Regions from separate parts of the Mus musculus genome. Here region 1 is linked to region 2. The links are chromatin contacts, called in public ChIA-PET maps. All regions are on one chromosome and are shown on one strand. Each heading gives the region's core, a stretch centred on a gene start, on an enhancer-like site or on the middle of the called end of the contact. The rest is flanking DNA. Distances are from core to core; before and after follow the strand shown.

What was found. ChIA-PET counts read pairs in DNA pulled down with a chosen protein or histone mark.
Region 1: a contact with region 2 is called in an RNA polymerase II ChIA-PET map of memory CD8 T cells, with 32 read pairs. The contact joins the promoter of Cd37 here to the promoter of Ppp1r15a in region 2. A contact is called at or near these places in 1 of 39 promoter capture datasets (cranial neural crest), 1 of 484 Hi-C or Micro-C datasets (embryonic stem cells), 2 of 115 datasets of contacts at active chromatin or transcription factors (effector CD8 T cells and memory CD8 T cells) and 2 of 9 other capture datasets (adipose tissue and liver).

What each region holds. Positions count from the first base shown.
Region 1 is chr7:45,235,924-45,242,604 of GRCm38.p6, forward strand. Cd37 (CD37 antigen) reads right to left here and starts at 2,916. Exons shown (of 8, transcript NM_007645.4): 1 at 2,737-2,916; 2 at 2,577-2,649; 3 at 1,237-1,361; 4 at 1,079-1,153; 5 at 192-296. The coding sequence starts at 2,805. Slc6a16 (solute carrier family 6, member 16) reads left to right here and starts at 4,830. Exons shown (of 13, transcript NM_001324535.1): 1 at 4,830-5,380.
Region 2 is chr7:45,524,261-45,531,009 of GRCm38.p6, forward strand. Ppp1r15a (protein phosphatase 1, regulatory subunit 15A) reads right to left here and starts at 2,008. Exons shown (of 3, transcript NM_008654.2): 1 at 1,735-2,008; 2 at 1-1,131. The coding sequence starts at 1,122. Plekha4 (pleckstrin homology domain containing, family A (phosphoinositide binding specific) member 4) reads left to right here and starts at 5,339. Exons shown (of 20, transcript NM_001381849.1): 1 at 5,339-5,873; 2 at 6,309-6,398. The coding sequence starts at 6,315.

The sequences.
Region 1 (6,681 bases), core at 1,666-4,165, 290 kb before region 2:
TGAGGGCAGAAATGCTGCCATTTGGGGCTGCTCAAGCAGTTTGGCAAGTGTGGGGATGAGGAAATAGTTGACCTGCAGCCCACAGGCACGCAAGGCGAAGCTGAGACGTTAGAGCCCAGAGCCTAAGGAATAGTAACTAATGGTTTTGAGACGACAGGAGACTGTGAGACAGGAGACACGAGCTCACACACCTGGAACTGTGCATAGTCCCAACTCTCCTCGGCTGCTGTCTCATCCGGATTCGTGCGGTAGCTCTGGATCGTCCTCAACACCAATTCCTGCACCCTTCGCTCCAGCTGAGAGCATGTAGATGAGGCTGGGCTCAGTCACCCTGCCTGCCCCAGCCACCTCCCATGGCGTTCACCCCAGGACCATAACTTTGCCACTCTTGGGTTTTTTTCCTGATGGCAGTGACTCTCTTCCTCAGAATCTCAGAAGTGTTTCTAAGGGACTTTGGGTCTCCATTGCATCTTCTTTTTAAAAATTATCATTTAAAAATAAATTTAAAATTAATTTTCTGTAGCTCACATCTGGTCTGGTACTCCTGATCCCCCTGTCTCTATCTTGAGTGTTGGGATTACAGATACCAAGTGTTGGGGGTCGAACCAACAAACACTCAGCCAGCTGAATAAATGCTACCAAGTGGAAGTCAGTTCGTGTCTGTCTCTACCCTCCCCTCTCTCTCCAGGGTCTCTCTATGTAACCTCACCTGTCCTGGAATTTATTGTATGGGCCTATCTGACCTCATGGAGATCTGCCTGCCTCTTCCTTCAGAGCAGTGGAATTAAAGGGGTGTGCCATCACACATGACCCCCCCTTTTTTTTTTAGTCGATGTGACCTCCTTGGTCTGTTATGCTAATATGATTCTCCACCTCAGCCTGTGGGGATTGAGCACAAGCAACACTACTTCACCTTTCCCCTTCAGTCACCACATGCCTCTGTACTTCTGTGTCCGTGTGTCTTTCTCTGTGTGTTGTTCTACAGCCCAGCTTCCTGGTTGAGAGCAGCGCCCACCTGCCTTTCTCTCTCCCCGCCCCAGACCCTCCAAGCCTGGGGTAATGATGTTAGTAAACTCACCCGGACCCGCTGAGTGGAAATGAGGATGCCCAGGGTAATCTGTGTGGCAAACAGGAGCAGCAGCATTCCAAAATACTGAGGACAGAGTGGAGGGGGAGTTCAGCCCCTCGGGTCTCCCAGGGGCTGGCCCGAAACGGGGGGTGGGGAATGCCACTCACCAGGCCCAGGAGACAGCGCAGCTCCTTTAGAGCCCCCACACAGCCCAGGAGAGCCAGGGCCATGGTGAGGACACCTGAGACAGCCAGGACCTTGGACCAAGTCTGCAGTGGCACGAAGGACAAACCTGAGGTGGTGACAAGCAGTGAGAGTGGGTGGAGGAGAGGACAGCAGCTCCACTCGGCCACCCAGGAAGGCCGTGACTCTTGGATCCCCGTGTCCCTTCCTCTGAATCTGCCTGGGTGGGCCTCTGCTTCTGCCCCACGCTGAGGTGCTTTCTCCTCTCTCTCTCTCTCTCTCTCTCTCTCTCTCTCTCTCTCTCTCTCTCTCTTTCTCTCTCTCTCTCAGAGAAGATTTCTCTGTGTAACAGCCCTGGCCTTCCTGGAACTCTGTACTCTAGGTGGCCTTGAACTCACAGAGATCTGCCCACCTCTGCCTCCCAAGTGTTGGGACTAAAGACATGTGCCACCATGCCCAGCTGAATCCATTTCTTAAACTTTTTGAGGGCAAAGAAATAAAGGATCGATTTCCTGGACTTTCCTTTCCTTTCCTTTCCTTTCCTTTCCTTTCCTTTCCTTTTTTCTTTTTTCTTGAGACAGAGTCTCAGGTAACTCAGGCTGGCCTCGGACTCAGTAGCCAGGGGTAACCTGGAACCTTGTGATCTTCCCACCTACACCTCCCCATGCTGGAATGTCAGGTGTGGGCCACCACATATATCCTAGAATTGTTCTGAGCGAGGTTCGAATGAAAACGCTGTTCAATTCAGCGGTCAATGTGGTGAGTCTGAGTTGCTATGGTTTTGGTGTCCCCTCCTTAAATGGTTTCCTTGTTATTATTACTTTATTTTTGCTCTTCCCCTTCCTGGCTGTGTGACACCCAGCAAAAGACTTCCCTTCTCTGAACCTCAACAAGGGAGAGTCTCTGAGTTCCAGTCCAAAATGAGACACAGGAAGTATTTGAGAAATAGCTATTATTTCTGTTATTACTGTTCCTAACCGCGACCTCATGGTGCTGTGGTTGTTTTGGAGGCAGGACCTCATTATCCAGCCTGGGCTCCAACCCACTGTGTAGTCTAGGATGGCCTGGAACTCCTGATCTCCCACCTCCTGCGTGCTGGGATGACAGGCATGACCGGCTACATCTGCTTTACACTTCCTACTTACCAGCACACATCCAGCTTACTGGCAGTGCCAGTGGGGTGCCAGTCAGAGCTGGAGCCCTACCTGGGAAGATAGTAGCTATTGAGGGCCTCCCCAGGGCGAGTGAGATATCAGGAGATGCCTTGGGGTGGGATTCTGGGTTCAAGTCCAAAGACCCTCCCCTACTGCGCAGCCCCCCTCACCCACAAAGGACACGAAGCTGGTCTTGTCAATGAGGATCCAGGTGCCGAAGCAGAAAATCAGGCCGCCTAGTACCTAGGGGAAGAGAAGAAATGAGGCTAGGGCGGATCAAGGGCCACTGTGGCCCTGGAACCCCGGCTGGGTAGCCATGAGTAGACTCACAAAGAAGAAGAGGTTGAAAACGAAGAGGAAGTACTTGATGAGGCTGAGGCAACTCTCTTGGGCGGACATCTTCGCCTAGATGGGGAATGACCCACTCGAGAAACCCAGACAGAAGAGGTGTTGGCCGCAGGGGGGAAGGGGAATAGTGGGCAAAGAAAGACAGAGACTGAGAGGCACAAAGGAAACCGGCAGAGAAAGAGGAAGTTCCGGGGGGGTGGAGCTCCACCCCGCCCTGTTCATTTAGTGACTGTCAGCGGGGGCCCTATCTTCTTCAGGGTTCCATCGAGTGCACAGCAGTACCTGAGGGTCCTTGGAATATGTGGGTGCCAGGGACACAATGGGTTCCTCGCAGGTGTCCATAGCTCAGGCAGGGCGCACAGGGGCTTCTGATGGACTTCCACTCACGTGGGTCCTGGGACTTCAAGGTTGTTTCTGCAGAGTTCAACCTCACAGACACTCTGACCTCACTGGCTACTGGCTCCGCCCCCTGCACCCTGTGATCTTCTGCTTAGCACCCATTAGCCTCGAGCCACCGCGCTGTCTCTGCCTCTCTGTCTCTGTCTCTCTGGGCCTTTGCGGTCTCTGTCCTGTGTGTCTCTTTCCCTGGGTCTCTCTCTTTGCTCTCTTTCTTCTAGAGCAGGTGCTCCGATGTGCTTGGGGGCCAGGGTTGGACCCCTGGGGAAGTGAAAGGGCTGCAGAGGAGGTGTGACAGTCCCAGGAGTGAGGAGGGCAGCGAGGCAGTGCCTGAATATCCGGTGGAGGAAGTGAACCTCAGATGGCACTTCCTACCTCTGCGGAGAAACCTGAGGGGAGGAGGCCCCAGAAAAGCCAGGCACTGGAGTGGGGGTCACTTGAGCATACCTAGCATCTTCAAAGTTTCCTATGATGTGCCCAGAAAGAAGTCCCTGACACTTGTCAAGTCCCCAGTTCCTCACAGATTTCTAATGTGGGAAGTTCCTATCACCTATCTACCCAAAGCCTAGTTCTCTGGGACAGCAGCTGCCTTCTGAGACATGTCTCATCTATTTTCTTTCTGTATGTGTATTTGTATGTGTTAGTGTGTGTGTGTGTGTGTGTGTGTGTGTGTGTGTGTGTGTGCGCGCGCGCGCCTTTGGAGGCCAGAGGACAACATTGGAAGCTGTTCATCTTTTTTTAAAAAAATTTTAACGATGTGTGTGTGTGTGTATGTCTGCGCCACATGGTGCTTATAGAGGGCAGAAGATAGATAAATTTTCGGGACTGGGCCTCTCCTGCCACAGGCTGTGCTCCAAGGCAGGTTCTGCCATCTCCAATAAGCCAAGTAAAAGAACCAAATTTCTAGAGGAAACAGAAAAAGGTTTACACACAGTGTGGTCACATTTAGAAGGGCACAAAGCGATCTGGTGATCCCCTTCAATTCATTTTTGGGGTCCCTCACTGAGACTGAGGTGTAAATAGAAGGCTAATGTTATGCATGTCTATGCAGTCCACCATGCGGTCCTACCCACCACTGACCCACCATCGTCTGGGCTTCAACCTCAACCTGTGGTCGCCCAAGCTCTTAGAGCCGTGTGAAATCCTATTCAGGGACACGCTAACCATTGGTTGGCATCTTTTCCCTTTCCCAGCATGAGATTCCTAGGGGGAGATTCCCCTTTCTTTGTGCTTCATTGTCCCAATAATCGGACAGATAGGTTGAGACACTTAGCTTATCTTCCCTTCCTCCTGTGGGGTCTGGGATGGAACACCGTTTGGTGGCACATCTGGGCCTCTCATTTGCCAGTTTTTAATTCTTATCTGCTGTCCTTAAAATCCCTAATTGGCCTTTGTGTGTGTGTGTGTGTGTGTGTGTGTGTGTGTGTGTGTGTGTGTGTGTGTTTATTTTGCTCCTGAAAGGGAGGCGTTTAGTAATTAACAGTGGTTTGAAATCAACACGGAATAATTGTGAAGATTAAGTCTTTGCACCATTTCTGCCTGTGGCATCAAGGAATCAAAGCACTGGGGTCACACAGGGGTGGAAGGCTGCGCCCAGAGGCAAAGGCGCTGCGGCGCACGCGCAGTCAGAAGCTGCGAGCACGTGTATGTGCACGCGCACCGGAAGCGCCACAGCAAACTCCTTCGCGTGGGTAGAGGAAGGAGGCGAGACGGGAGCAATAGCGCAGAGACACAGAAAGGGCAGGGAAGGCCTCGTGGGTTCACGATGTGGGAACTGCCTTCCAGGGGGCCGGAGGGCCTGGGGAGGTCGCTAAGCTTCCATGCCGAGGCCTCCCGGACCTTTTCACCCAGACAGCCGCTGGAGAGTTCAGCGGGGATCTCGAGGCCCGGGCGGTGAGACCGACGGGGCGGCCATTGTGCTGCCCCAGGCTCTCCACAGGACGCCAGGAAGGAGGGAGGGAGGGGGGAGTCGCGAGGTCAAGGTCACCGTGCCCCCTCTCCGTCAGAACCCGGAAAACTGCCTCCTCGCTCCTCGGCTGCGCCTGCCTGAGGCCAGGCCTGAGAGTCAACCTCCCGCAACTCTTGACGGCTGCTCTATTGGGAAGGCGCCTAAGAGGCGGCAACCCGACCCGGCTTCATTTCCCGCCCGCTAGGGACAGCCACCTCCTGTTCGGAGGACTCAGGACACCAGCTTGCTTTCCCTTCTGAGGCCATAGTTCCAGGGAAGGAGGTAAAGTGAGCACAGGGGGCGTTTCCGAGGAGGCTCCTAGGGACCTGTGACAGCCACGGGCTCAGTCCTGGGGTCGGAGGGTTCAGGAGTGGCTGGGGCTGGAGCTCAGTTAGAGATCACTTGCCTAGCAGGGACAAGGCCCAAGTCCAAGTACTGACCGGAGAAATGAATACATTAAACGAGGAATCAAATCCAGCGCTCAGTTCTGCAACTGAAAGTTCCAGTTGACCGGATTGTCCAGAAAACTGTTTTCACTTCTGCTTGTTTTTAAACAAGTTCTAGTTAGGCAAATCGATCTCCTTTCACACAACTTGCCTGTTATTAAATTGTTACTATTGTCCGATGGACTACAGAGTCAGGGACAACACTATCAAAGTTTGAGATTTTTGACTTATTGTATTTGAAGAGATGACTCATTTATTTTGATATGGGCAAAATACCTAGTTGTGAAGTTTTGTGTGCCGCAGGTAAACCTCTACTTCCTCACCATGCCTATCTTTGAAAAGTTATTGCGGTCTAGTGATTGACTGATCGTTTAGATATGAGTCTCTGGTGCGTGTGCCCTGACATGTGTGGGGGTCAGAAGACAACTTGTGGGAGTTAGTTCTCTCTTGTCTTCATGTGGAGAACAGGATGGAATGTAGGTCATCAGAACTGGCAGCAAGTGCTTTTACCCACTGAGCCATCTTGTTGGCCTCAACTTGATTAGCTTTTGAGACAGGGTCTCAACTAGCCCAGGCTGGCCTAGAACACGTTGTGTGGTCAAGGATAACAAAGGACTTTATTCAAGTCCTCTCATCTCTACTTCCCAAGGACTGTGATTTCTGTCACAGGCCATCAAAACTCCTCTAATGAGATACTGGGGGTGAAACCTAGGGCCCTGTGCATTCAGGGCAAGCATTCAACCAAACGAGCTACATTCCCCAGCCCTCAGCTTGGTCAATTCCATATGCATTAAAAAACTTTTTTTTTTTTTTAAACCGGGCTGGACAGATGGGTCAGTGATTAAGAGCACTTGACTGCTCTTTCAGAAGTCCTGAGTTCAATTCCTAGCAACCACACAGTGGTTCACAGCCATCTATAACGGGATCTGATTTCCTCTTCTGATGTGCATAGAGCACTCACATAAATAAAATACATTCATTAATAAAATTAAAAACAAAACCCTTTTCTCTATTCACATCTACTCTCGTCCCCAAAGAAAAAATAAAGCCAAATTAAGAAATAATGGTAGAGAAATTTTTAAAAAAATTTGGGGGCTGGTGAGATGGCTCAGTGGGTAAGAGCACCCGACTGCTCTT
Region 2 (6,749 bases), core at 758-3,257:
TGTGTCCTCTCCTGGGCGATACACCCAGGCCTTCAGGAAGGCACTTGTATGGGGGGTGGCACCGGTCTGAGCTGTGTCTTCCTCAGCTGAATCCGAATCGCTGTCTTCTTCCTCTGTGTCCTCTCCTGGGCGATACACCCAGGCCTTCAGGAAGGCACTTGTATGGGGGGTGGCACCGGTCTGAGCTGTGTCTTCCTCAGCTGAATCCGAATCGCTGTTGTCTTCTTCCTCTGTGTCCTCTCCTGGGCGATACACCCAGGCCTTCAGGAAGGCATTTCCAGTACAGACAAAAGTTGTCTCAGGTCCTCCTTCCTCAGCCTCAGCATTCCGACAAGGGTGACCCTGCCCTGCCCTGTGTGCCTCTACCTTGGCTTCTCCCTCCTGCTTAGGCTTCTCTCTAGAGTAGTACTCCCAGGCTCTGGAGTGGGAGCCTGAAGAAGGAGAGTTGGAGGGGTCAGCCTTGTTTTCTGTTCCTTTTTCTTCCGTGGCTTGATGTTCTGCCTCCCCCAAGAAAGGCACAGGGGTGCTGGGTTTGTATCCCGGAGCTATGGAAGCAGCAGAAGCTTGGTAAGTCTTCACTGTTTCTCCATCCTCTTCATTCTCAGCTGGACCACCCTCCAGCTGTGATGTGGGATAAGCGGGCTCAGCCACTCCCTCTTCTCTAGCCACCACCTCCCCAAGCCTCTTATCAGCCCCTTGCAGGCCAGCGGGCTGTAGTGTGGCCTTGCCAGCTGTGCGTTCCATTTCCTTCTCTCTAAGGTCATCTTGTCCTGGCTTTGCATTGTACTCATCAACATTTGAAAGTCCCCAAGTTTCAGGAGGGGAACTTTCAGCTTCCACAAGGCAGAGCCTCTGGGCTGCTTGACTCTGTTCAGGAGATCCACTTTCTTCAGTCTCCCCATGAGGGAGGAGGTTACCAGAGACAGGGGTAGGTGTCAGCAGAGCCGCAGCTTCTATCTGATCTGCTCCTGTTACTGTTTTTGCCAGCCATGCCTCTGGGACTTCTGGGCCCCTCAGGCGGCTCCAGGCCCGACTGAGCAAGCCCATCAGTGGGGACAGGAGATAGAAGTTGTGGGCGTCCCTCCAGTGCAGGACATGCTGGGGTCTTGGGCTCGGGGCCATGTGTCTGGGCTAGAAAGGGGGGAAATTTGTTTAGAAGTCGCTCTGGGAAACAGTCTCGGGTCACAGCACTGAGTCATGGTAACAAATAGTCACAGCAGCAACACGTGAATGCCTGCCTCGAATTCCAAATAACATTGCTCACACCCAACTCTGCCACTTGGTTAATCTCTCTCAACACCCAAGCTCTACATCCTTAGAACCAAGAGCCCACACTCTTAAACCCTTCCCTTAGCCCCAGTCACAGTTCCTGGCCAGCCCTTCTCAGACCTGTAAGAGTCTGGCTTTTTAGTGACCTTTCGTTCCTCAAGCTTGTGTTCATGCCCCTAAAACCTCCCTCTGCCTACCCCTCGGACCCTGGTTATTCCTCCTGGGGTCCTTCCCTTTATTTGGCGCTATACAGATATTGCCGGTCGAGCCTCCCGGCCCCTTTCCCTTTAAACGAAGAGTGTAGACGTGGGCTCTCCTCTCTCAGACCAAATAAGCCATCTGGGCTTCTGTGCCTTTTCCCCAAACCTGGAATCGCCCTCCAGCTTGCCCCCTCAGATTCCACAACTCTCTCCAGTCTCCTCGCCAGAGAGTCCTCCCTCAAAGGCCGCCCCATCCCCCACTCACCGGCGGGCTGCACGTCACCCCGGGGGCTGAAGCGCCGGTTCTGGTTGCCAAAAGCGATCGTGGGTCCGGACTGCTCGCGAAGCCAGCGGGTTCATGTCGCCCTCAGGCGTGGGGCTCGGGGACGCAATGTTTCACAGGCTGTAGCAAAGGCTGTCCCGGCCGGCAAAGGGATGCGGGGTCGCGCGGGATATCGCATGTAATCTTCCACAAACTCAGAGCTGACTCAATCTGCGCCAACATCGTCCACGCGGCTTTTATACCCTGACGCGGCGCTGTGCTGACGTCACCGGAGAGGCGGGGTCTCGGAAGTCCCTGGGAAAGGTGGAAAGAGGAAAACAACACTGAACTTCTCGCGGAGACTCCGCGCTCTGTGAGGTCACCGCAGCTTCTCAGGCGTGCCCTAGGCTCAATCGAGAGAGCCGTCGATCTCACGTAATTTCCGAGCAAGTACGCGAACCTTATCTGGCAGTCACGTACCGTGCCATTTCCCTTTCCTTTTATTTTCTTTATTTGAGAGGCTGGGACTGGTTTCCATCTCTGTAATCCTCCTGCTACTGTCTCCAGAGTGCTAGGATTAAGGGCGTACACCAAGACTTCCGACCTTTTTTCTCCAAGCAAGAGTGACTTTTTTTTTTTTTTTTTTTTTTTTTTGGAGAGTGGGGGGGGTTCGAAACAGGATTTTTCTGAGTATCCGTGGCTGATCAGGCTGGTAGATCAGGCTGGCTTCAAACTCAATGATCCACCAGCCTCTACCTTCTAAATGTTGGGATTAAAGGTCCCAGCCACCACTCCCCTGTTAGCAATGGATTTTTATTAGAAGACAAAACACCCAATGTTTTTAAATTTTATTTATGTATTTTTTTTAAATGTAGGAGTGGTCTGTCTGCTTGTTTACCTACGTGCTAGAACAGGTCATAAGATCCCATTACAGATGGTTGTGAGCCACCTTGTGGTTACTGAGAATTGAACACAGGACCTCTGGAAGAGCAGCCAGTGTTCTTAACCACTGAGCCATCTCTCCAGCCTTTGTTTGTTTTTCCAAGACTAGTTTCTGGTTGTCCTGGAACACAACTTTGTAGACTAGGCTAGCCTAGAGCTCACTGAGATCCGATTGCCTCGGCCTCCTGATTCCCGGATTAAAGGCTGGTGAGATGGCTCAGAGAACAGTGACAGCCAGGCGTGGCGCACGCCTTTGATCCCAGCACTCAGGAGGCAGAGGCAGGTGGATTTCTGAGTTCGAGGCCAGCCTGATCTACAAAGTGAGTTCCAGGACAGCCAGGGCTATACAGAAAAACCCAGTCTCGAAAAAACAAAACAAAAACAAAAAACCAACACCCCCCCCACCCCCCGCCAGAACAGTGGCTGCTATCTCACACCTCACAGGCAAAAAAAAAAAAAAAAAAGACAAAAACCAAGATTTTCTTTTAATCTTTTTTTTTTTTTTTTTTTTTTTTTTTTTAAATTTTTTTATTTATTTTCTGTACATGAGTACACAGTAGCTGTCTTCAGACACACCAGAAGAGGGCATCAGATCCCATTACAGATGGTTGTGAGCCACCATGTGGTTGCTGGGAATTGAACTCAGGCCCTCTGGAAGAGCAGTGAGTGTTCTTAACCGCTGAGCCATCTCTCCAGCCCCCTTCTTTTAATCTTTATGTGAGTGTTTTCTCTCTCTCTCTCTCTCCCTCTCCCCCTCTCCTCTGTGTGTATATTATATATCATGTCTGTATGGTGTACAAGGAGGTCGGAAGATGGCATCTGATCTTGTAGAACTGGAGTTAAGATGTTTGTGAAGCTCCACATGGAGCAATCTGGGGACTAAATTTGGGTCCTCTGCAAAGAATAGCAAGCACTTAAGCCCTGACCCATCTTTCTGGTCCTTTAGTTGTTTTTGGTGGATCTGTCTGTTTTTTGTCTTGTTTTCAGACAGGGATTTTCAGTATAGCCCTGGCTGCCCTGAAACTCACTCTGTAGGCTAGGCTGGTCTGGAACTCACAGAAATCTACCTGCTGCTTCCTTCTGAGTGCTGAGATTAAAGGCATGTACCACCATGCCTGCCCAGTCTGTCTGTTTTGAACAGGGTCTTACAGTATGTCCACACTGTCCTGGGACTCACAGGGTAAGAATCTTGGGCAATTCTCTTCCTGTGTACAGAGGAGCATCAACCTCTTCTGAGGTCTGCCCTCATGGACCCTCCTTCTTCTATGTCTATTTTTTTTTTTTTTTTTTTTTTTTAGTGCACGTTTCTGTTTTCTTTTTTTTTGTTTTTGTTTTTGTTTTTTGTTTTTTGTTTTTTGTTTTTTGTTTTTGTCTTTGGACAGGGACCTGTGTTGTATTCCAGAAGTGCCTGGAACTTACTATGCAATCTGGGCTGAACTGAACCCGTGTAGGCCAGCTGCCCCGAACACTCAGCAGTCCTACCCAGTGTGGAGGTTACAAGAGAGTGACCTCAACACAGTGTGGAGAACCCTGCTAAACAGACTCTCTGTCTTCACAGGCAGGCATCTGCATTTTTTGAATTTGTACAAAGGTTCTGCTTTTATAATTTGAATTTCTGATTGTCCTGCATTCTCATGGGAGTGGGGGACCTCTGTTCAAATCCCAGATATAGATCCAGAGACCCAATTCCAGCCTTTTCCTCCTGGTGTGTGTGTTTGTGGAGAAGGGGGGAGGGGAGGGGAAGGAAGGAAAGGGAGGGAAGGGAAGGGAAGGGAAGGGAAGGGAAGGGAAGGGAAAAGAAAAGAAAGGAAAGGAAAGGAAGGAAAGGAAAGGAAAGGAAGGAAAGGAGAGGAAGGAAAGGGAGGAGAAGAGAAGAGAAGAGAAGAGAAGAGAAAAGTGTGTGTGTGTAGCCTGTGTGTTGTGTTTCTTTCTGGGGATGGATCCCAGGGCCTCACACCTCACACACACTGGGCAGTGCGCTCCTGGAGTTACTCTCTGAGCTCCTCATTTAGTGCTTTCTTCCTCAAAATGCACTGAGGCTCCACACCTCTCTTATAATGGGTTATCAGTCTGATCTGAGGGAAACATTTCAAACTGGCCACTTAACTCTGCCCTTGCCAGAACCCAACACTTCTAAGGCTGCCTCATCCTCCAGGACCGGTGCTGACCACTGCTGCCCCACTTGGTCAAGGCCATACTTGTGGACCGTGAGTCCTTACTTCTAACTCGTATCTTCCCAGGCTCCCACCAGCTAAGCTCTCTCCTAGCCTTCCCAGGTTTTGGGAATTGGAGATGCCATTTTTTTCTTGGGGGGGGGGGGGTTGGTTTTTTCAAGACAGGGTTTCTCTGTGTAGTCCTGGCTGTCATGGAACTCTCACTCTGTAGACCAGGCTGGCCTAGAACTCAAGGAGATGCCATTCTTTGAAAGACCTAGGACACCTCTCTCGAAGGTACCAGGAGCTCAGAACCCCAGTAACAACAAACCCATTCTGCCCTGGGGTTGCAGCCCCTCTCCAAACATAGAGGAGTCCCAGCCACAGCTTAGGGGAGCCCAATCCCTCGCTTAGCTGTGGGGGCAGCTGAGCCAGGGGTCAAGTTGTAGTGGGGAGGCCAGAAGAGGCGGGGATAGCCAGGATTGGGAGGGGAGCCGGCAGCGTGGGCGGCTGCCAGAGAGAGGGAGAGCCCAGCAGAGAGGAAAGAGAAACTGGGAGAGGGAGGAAGAGAAAAAGTGAGGAAGAGAACTTGAAAAGGAAAGGAAACAGATGTGTCTGGTCAGGGAGACAGAGGAAGAGACTAGAGTGTGGAAAGCGGAAGTAGAAGAGTGGAATGAAGTGGGGAGGGGGCAGGGGAAGTGATTAGACAGCAGCAGCAAGGTAGGGAGAGGGACTGGGAGAGGTGACATAGGCAGGGGTGGAGGAGAGGGGTAGAGAGAGAGAGAGGGAGAGAGACAGAGAGACACAGGGGGGAGACAGAGAGACACCGAGAGAGACAGGGGTGGGGGGGGAGAGGGAGAGAGACAGAGACACAGAGAGAGACAGACACAGAGATAGACAGAGATGCAGGGGAGAGACAGAGAGAGGGAGAGAAAGAACTCACAAGTGAGACAGAGAAGAAAGCAGATATCAGGTGAAGAGGGAGACCATTCTGAGAGGCACAAAAAGAGGTGGTGACAGATCCTGTCACCAGGACACCAGAACTGGGTAAGTCCCTGGCTGGGCGGGGAGGGACTTGCCTGGATGCCCATTCCTGGTGTATTGGGGAGATGGTTTGGGGGTTCATGAGGGAAGTCCAGGACAGGTAGCTCAGGCGCCCTGATGGAGGCAGGGATTGGAATTCTTATGCATAGAGGGGGTCACATTCCTGGCCAGTATTCAGTGGGCAAGAATAAAGGAGTCCCTATTCTATGGCCTGGCTGCAGACAGCTGCCCCCCCCCCCCCCCGCAGCTGCCAAGCCGCCCACCTCTCTTGGCATTGCTCTTGGTATGTGATCCCTGGCCATGGCCTCCCCCAGCCCCTCAGTCCCCAAACAACCGTTTCTTTCTCCCCAGCCTCCTCTGACCTTCCAGCCCTGACCCAACTCTGTCCTCAGCCTCCATCAGTGGAGAGACACAGCCCCCTTTTCTTTTTCCCCCAAGTTCTCCATGGAGCAGGGCCGACCCCGGAGCAGCCTCAGCCTGGCCAGCAGTGCTTCCACCGTCTCCTCTCTGAGTAGCCTGAGCACCAAGGTCCTTCCATGCTTCTGGGGGGATGGGGAGAGGGGGGCTCTGGGCTGTCCTGTCCCATTACCTAGCTGTGAGTTCTGTGCCATCTCTGAGGCACAGAGAGTCCTCACTGAGGACTGCAGTGGTGGAGGACCAGGGTCCTTACTGGTTGGGTTTGCTAGACTGGTCCCAAGTTGAGCATCAGCTGCAGCCGGGAATTTGGAGAGATTCCCAGCTCTGTCCCCACCCCTCTCAGTCTTCCTAATTCTAAGCCAGAAGAACAAATAAACCCAGACTGAGAAGAGATGATTATTCTTGACTGGACTAGGGGACTTCCTTTTCAGTCTATAACCATGGAACCCACCCACTTATAAC